Linked DNA regions of Mus musculus: region 1 is linked to region 2. Evidence: chromatin contacts called from public Hi-C data. All regions are on one chromosome and are shown on one strand. Each heading gives the region's core, a stretch centred on a gene start, on an enhancer-like site or on the middle of the called end of the contact. The rest is flanking DNA. Distances are from core to core; before and after follow the strand shown.

The links. Hi-C and Micro-C count contacts between places; a contact is called where the count stands out from the background.
Region 1: a contact with region 2 is called in a Hi-C map of cortical neurons, with 2.2 times the contacts expected there. The contact joins two enhancer-like sites. A contact is called at or near these places in 4 of 484 Hi-C or Micro-C datasets (Sertoli cells, cortical neurons, uterus and 1 more) and 1 of 115 datasets of contacts at active chromatin or transcription factors (the 230-238 cell line).

Annotation. Positions count from the first base shown.
Region 1 is chr5:25,800,292-25,803,267 of GRCm38.p6, forward strand. The region is part of intron 2 of Actr3b (ARP3 actin-related protein 3B); the gene reads left to right. Among named protein-coding and RNA genes, the nearest start is that of Gm42237, 30 kb to the left of the region's middle. Within about 2 kb of position 1,645, at least 16 of the 459 cell types and tissues checked have an H3K27ac peak or open chromatin away from gene starts, as enhancers often do. A contact at or near this core is called in cortical neurons, where this site is marked.
Region 2 is chr5:25,718,319-25,721,049 of GRCm38.p6, forward strand. No RefSeq gene overlaps it. Among named protein-coding and RNA genes, the nearest start is that of Xrcc2, 14 kb to the left of the region's middle. Within about 2 kb of position 1,278, at least 5 of the 459 cell types and tissues checked have an H3K27ac peak or open chromatin away from gene starts, as enhancers often do. A contact at or near this core is called in cortical neurons, where this site is marked.

The DNA of each region.
Region 1 (2,976 bases), core at 395-2,894, 82 kb after region 2:
GGTCTCCCTGCCTCTAGGCTAGCCTCTGTGCGGTGGTCTTCCTAGCTCCAGTTCTCCCACCTCAGAGCCACTGGTACCTTCTCAGCCATCCACTCCCTGTGGTTGGTGGTCCCAAATTCCAGTATCCAAGTAAATCAAAACTCTAGAAGCTTATAATTAAATAGTCAGATTTATATATCAATAAATTCCCACTTCACAAGATGCCACACAATAATTTCAGACCCATAGATGATACAAGCTGCCCACCTAGATTAGACAAGTTACCCCAATTATTCTATCCCTATATGATATTATAGCTACCTGTGGTTATTTAAAGCCTCATGGAATCTGAATTGTCCCGTTCATCTTCCATCTTTCCCCGTCTCCTGTGTCACTCCCTGTCTTTGCAACTCTTAGCTTTGCCTCCCCTTTCCCTGTTCAATCCCAGGCTTCTTGTTGTATTAATATTTAAAATAATTGGACAGGGAAAATTCTGCTACATAGGGGTGTTTTGCCTGCATGTATATCTATCCATCATGTGTGTGTGGTGCCTGCAGAGGTCAGAAGAGGGCATTGGATTCTCTGGGACTGGAGTTACAGATGGTTTCTCAATTACAGAGCCATCCTTTCATCCTCATCTTTTTATTTTGTAGTTTATGTGTGTGTGTTTGTGTGCACGTGGGTTTGTGCACTCGTGAGTGCAGAGCCCTGCACAGTCCAGAAGAGGATATCGAGTCCCTTGGAACTGGATTTATAGGCAGTGCTGAGCCACCTGAGATGGATACTGAGAGACAAATTCAAACCCTCTGCAAGAGTGGTGTGTGCTCTGAACCACTGGGCATCTCTCCAGCCCCAAACCACGGTACTGTTGGCTGCAGTTCTTATGGGAGAGCCTTGCCAGAAACACAGTTGAAGACGCTAGGGCAGACGTGTGGGTGTTGAGGTAGGTGCAGGCCTCAGTCACCCTGGACCACTCACTCACCCAGTGCTTGCTTTTGTGCTGAGAGGTTTCTGTTTGCAGAGGTCTCATTTACAAGACTGGTTTGAGGATGTGTGTGCTGAAGTGGCTTCAGGAGAGATGGATCTGGAGCTGGCCTGGCTTGCACCAGACTCATATTCCATAGTGCAGGAGAGAGAAAAAGAGGAAGAAGGGAGGATAGGTAAGAAGAGTGGAGAGAGGGAGGGAGGGAGGGAGGGAGGGAGGGAGGGAGGGAGGGAGGGAGGGAGGGCAGGCAGGCATCAGGGCTGAAGCAAGCCTGTGATCCAAGGGGCTACAGGCTGGATGTGGACATGGAGAGGTGGAAGCTGAGCCCCATGCAGCCTGGCAGGAGATGGGATTGAGGTCTGGGGAATAGTCATGTGATAGACTGCATTGTCTTCCTAGGGATCCTCAATTTGACATCAGGAATGCTTACAGGGTCCTGAGGGCTTCCATCAGGGCCTGGCTACTGGAACTGTACTATCAGTAAATCTGTCCAGGCCTCACTTGTGTCTGTCTGTTGAAGATTTTGTGTAGTCTTGGCCTCATTGTTTGAAGGTTTTTTGTTTTTTGTTTTTTTCCTATTTTTGCTTTGAGGATGTTGTGCAAGGCTTAGGCTGAGGAGAGTGGGGTGAGCATAGCAGTAAAGAGAGAGGGCAGTGAACAGCACTGTGAATAGGGCGGGGTGGAGGGGGCGAGTTCCCTGTGCTCACTGCATCCTGGGGAGTTGCCAACAGCTCAGACTAGGTGCCTTCTCGGATGAGGGCTTGCCAGCAGAGGGGCCTGAGGTAGCATTTGCTGCTGTTCTTTCTTGAGCTGGATCTTACTGTGTAGCCCTGGCCGGCCTGGACCTCTCCATGCCTCTAACTCACATAGCTTTACCTGCCTCTGCTCTCCTGATGCCGAGATTAAAGATGTGGACCCTTACTCCTGGCCTGTTATTTCTAATTAAATGAAATTAAATATAGCCTTAATATTTTGGCTTGGTTAATTAAATGCAAGAGAAAATACAGGAAAGCTCCCGGACCCCACCCACAAATGCACACATACAGTCAGGTGCTCCTTAAGGAAGTGCTGGCCAGCGCTGGCCTGGACGGGACACAGGCTTTGGAATGTTTTAGTTGGTGTAAGTGAACTTGCTTGCTATGCTGTCACCTGAAGTGAGGTTCTCAGATGACAGCTGTCTGTGATGACACCTTTCGGGCTCAGTCTCAGCCCCTCCTTCCTGTTCCTTCCTCTGGTGGATATTTTCTGCCTAGATTCTAGTGTTATGTTTCATCGTTATGTCCTATGTATAAAGGTCCACTGTGCTGTGAATTTTAAAAGCAATTTTGTTCAACGTTTCAACATTATCTTAAAAAAACCTCTTCAGTGTTGTCTTTAGTTTCTATAACTGCTAATGTATGCAGTTCTGAAGCCAAGTCTAGTGAGACTATAAAACTTCGTCTCCTTTTGTAGACTCCTCTTGCTTCAGCCTCCCCGTGCTGGGATTGCAGACATAGGTTATTACATCCAGCTAACATTTTAGCAACACAAATATTTTCCAGTTTTTCTATTTTACAGAACGGGTGCCCTTGCTCACCTGCCCGAGCAGGGATCCAAGCTGCTCTGGTTGTGTGGCTGCTCTGCTGCCGGCTTCTCAGGAATCCAGTTTTGGTCTCTGCCTACTGGCAACTCCAGCGAATGTAAAGTTACCTGGCTTTTAGAATTTGATTTCTGTGCTTAGTGGTAAACCTGAGCACCATTCCTTAGCTGTTCATGCTTTTTTCCATTTTTAAAATTGCATTTTTGGTAAGTTTTGTGTTGTGGGGACACTAGGCATCATGTACTGATTTGTTACAGCTATTATTCCTATTTTTGTGACTATTTGTTTATCTTTGTGATGTTTGTGTGTACTAACCACTGAGCTACATTCCTAGTGCACTGTGACATTTTTAAAGTGTGAAATTTTAGATTTTGATAGAGTCAAACATTGCAATATTTTTCAGCTCATAATGTTGCTATTTTTTAAAGTGCAC
Region 2 (2,731 bases), core at 28-2,527:
TATTTTGCCTTTATGTGCATCATGAGCCAGAAGAGGACCTTGAATTCCCTAGGATTGGAGTTATAGATGGTTGTGACCTGCCATGTGGGTGCTTGGAATAGAACCTTGGTCTTCTGCAAGAGCAGCAGATACTTTTAAGTACTCAGCCATCTCTGTAGCCCCATAAAATTCCTCTTTAAGTGAAGTCTACCAGAAAGTTTTGGGTCTGATTGAGATCCTAGCTTAATGAAGAAGGTAGAAGGACACTGAAGGGTGGTTCTCAGCAACAATCTTCAGCCTACAAGTGCACTCGCTCCCCCATGTGTATGCGCCCCCACACATGAACAATAAAGTCTGTTAGGATGTATACACATAAGCAACACTAATTCCAGCCCTAGGGATACAGAGGTAAGAGGAGGTAGGCTCTTCACAGCTGCAGAACAAGGTAGAGCCTTTGCTATAGATGCCCTGCCTTGAAAAGCCAAGAATCAAAACAAAGTTCCTGGATGCGGTGAAGCCCACCTGTGACCCCAGAATTTGAGCATACTGACAAGAGGATCAAGGTTATTCTTGGATGCATAGTGATTTCATGGCCAGCCAGAGCAACGGGAAATCCTGTCGGAAAAAAAAAAAAATGGATGATGACTCAGTGCTTAACATTGAGTATTGCTTTTGCAGAGGACCTGAGTTCAGTTCCCAGCACCCACACTGGGGAAGCTCATAACTGCCTGTAACTCCAGCCTATTTTTTTAGAATAAGAAAATAAACAAAGCTTTAAAGGCACCCAGTGAAGCAAAAATAATAACCTGTCCAATAGTGTATATACGATATAGGAAATGTAAGGATATAAAGATGCTATGTGTAGTGGTAATTGAGTGTTTCCATCCTTTGTATTAGACAGGAGTTGGGCACATGTGTGACAGAAACCATAGTACGTTTATGGCTGTGTTGGAGACTCCAGATGGTGTTCCTGTTAAATGACTAAAGTGTTCCATATGAATTATAAAATCCTTATACATTACACATTTTTAACCACTGGTGGCAAAGGACTCATTTTTACCCATTTAACTCACTTTAGACGTGAAACTTTGTAGTTGCTGCTAGTCTTCCCTGATTGCTTGTCAAGTTGAAATAGGTAAGTTCTCCCCCTGCTTGATCTTAGTATTTGAGATGGATAAATAATTGATCAACATAGAAATTGTGGCAATATATTTAGCTTCTGCTCAGCACTATACTATTTTTAAATGTCCTCAGGCATCAGCCCAGAATGTTCATCCAAAGGCTGTCAGCCGCAAACTGAGAAACGAAGAGACAGGCTTGCATTGGGATTGTGAGACTCGAAACACCAGGAGAGCAATGGCAGTCAGTCTCACTACCGCTTAAAGAGGCAGTCTGTAACTTTAATTTTTTTCAAACACCTATTTTTAGATGGTTAATTGCTTTAATCTCCCTTTTAACACACCACTCACCAGAGGCAGTGGGAAAGAAAGGATGTGGGAAAAGTGGACCTGTTTAGAAAGGTCCTTTGTAACAACTCCCATCTGTGTTGTCTGGAAATCAGCAGTTCAGTTCACAGGTCAGCAGCAGCAGCTTGATCCACCCGCAAACACTTCATGAATACATCAGCAGTCCAGTCTGGTAGAGTCGGGATAGTAAACACGAATCAGCAGTGGTGGCACAGCCTAGCAGAGACAGCCAGGCAGCTGGAGGGAATGGAGGGACGCCAGGAGAAGTTCTCAGTCATGCCTCTCTCGGAAATGAAGGTCAGTGAAGACTCCAAACATCTCTCCCCAAACATCACGTGCAGTCCACAGGTCTTGCCTCAGCACGTGTGTCTGTCTCAGCTGCTGCACTTTGCCAATCAGTCCAAGCCTGAGGAAGCTGCAAAAAACTACAACAAGCCACAGCACACCATTAGAAGTTTTTTGGTGATTTTCTTTCTACGGAGTCCCAACAAATGTAGCTCAACTATGCAATGTAAGGCAGACCAATACATGCGTGTTGTTAGCAAAGAATCCTTCATCACGTGTCCCTTCACTTGCTCGCTTTAGCAAAACAACATCTCTCCTGTGTTTGCTTCAGCAAAATGTTTCTTCACGAGTCTGCCTTAGCCTCTCATCTGTGTCCATTTCAGGAAAACACTCCTTCACGTTTGCCCCAGCAAAACACCATCCAACTGACTTTTCAAAGAATCATTAAGTTTCCACTTCATATCCCCATTTCCGTTTAAGAATTATCCTTTTCTCTAACATTAACAATATATACACAATAGAAATAATTATAAGAGCCATCACATTTTCAATAAATGACTTATGTACAATATAGTCAAACAATAGTCTAACATAATGACCTTAAATTTCTATATATACAATAATAAAAGAAAAACCTTAAATTTCTATCAATATATAATGATTAAACAAAAAACTTACATTTCTATCAATGTGGAATATAATAATTAAACAAAATTTATATTTCTAATAATATACAATAACTAAGCAAAGCAACCTATCCCTAGATGATAACAACTATAACATATCAAGTGACCCTCCCACCCCCCACCCCCCGCAACACACACTTACAACTTACAGGATTAGAATGATGGTCTTCTTATAAATATATTTGTTTCCTGATGAGTTGGGGTGAAGAATTCCTGTTTTGGGCTCCAATGAAAAAAGATGGTTAGTCTGAAAAAAGCTAGCTATAGCATTTATCGCCCAGTCTCTGGGTTTATCAGTCTCTCTGTATTGATTAT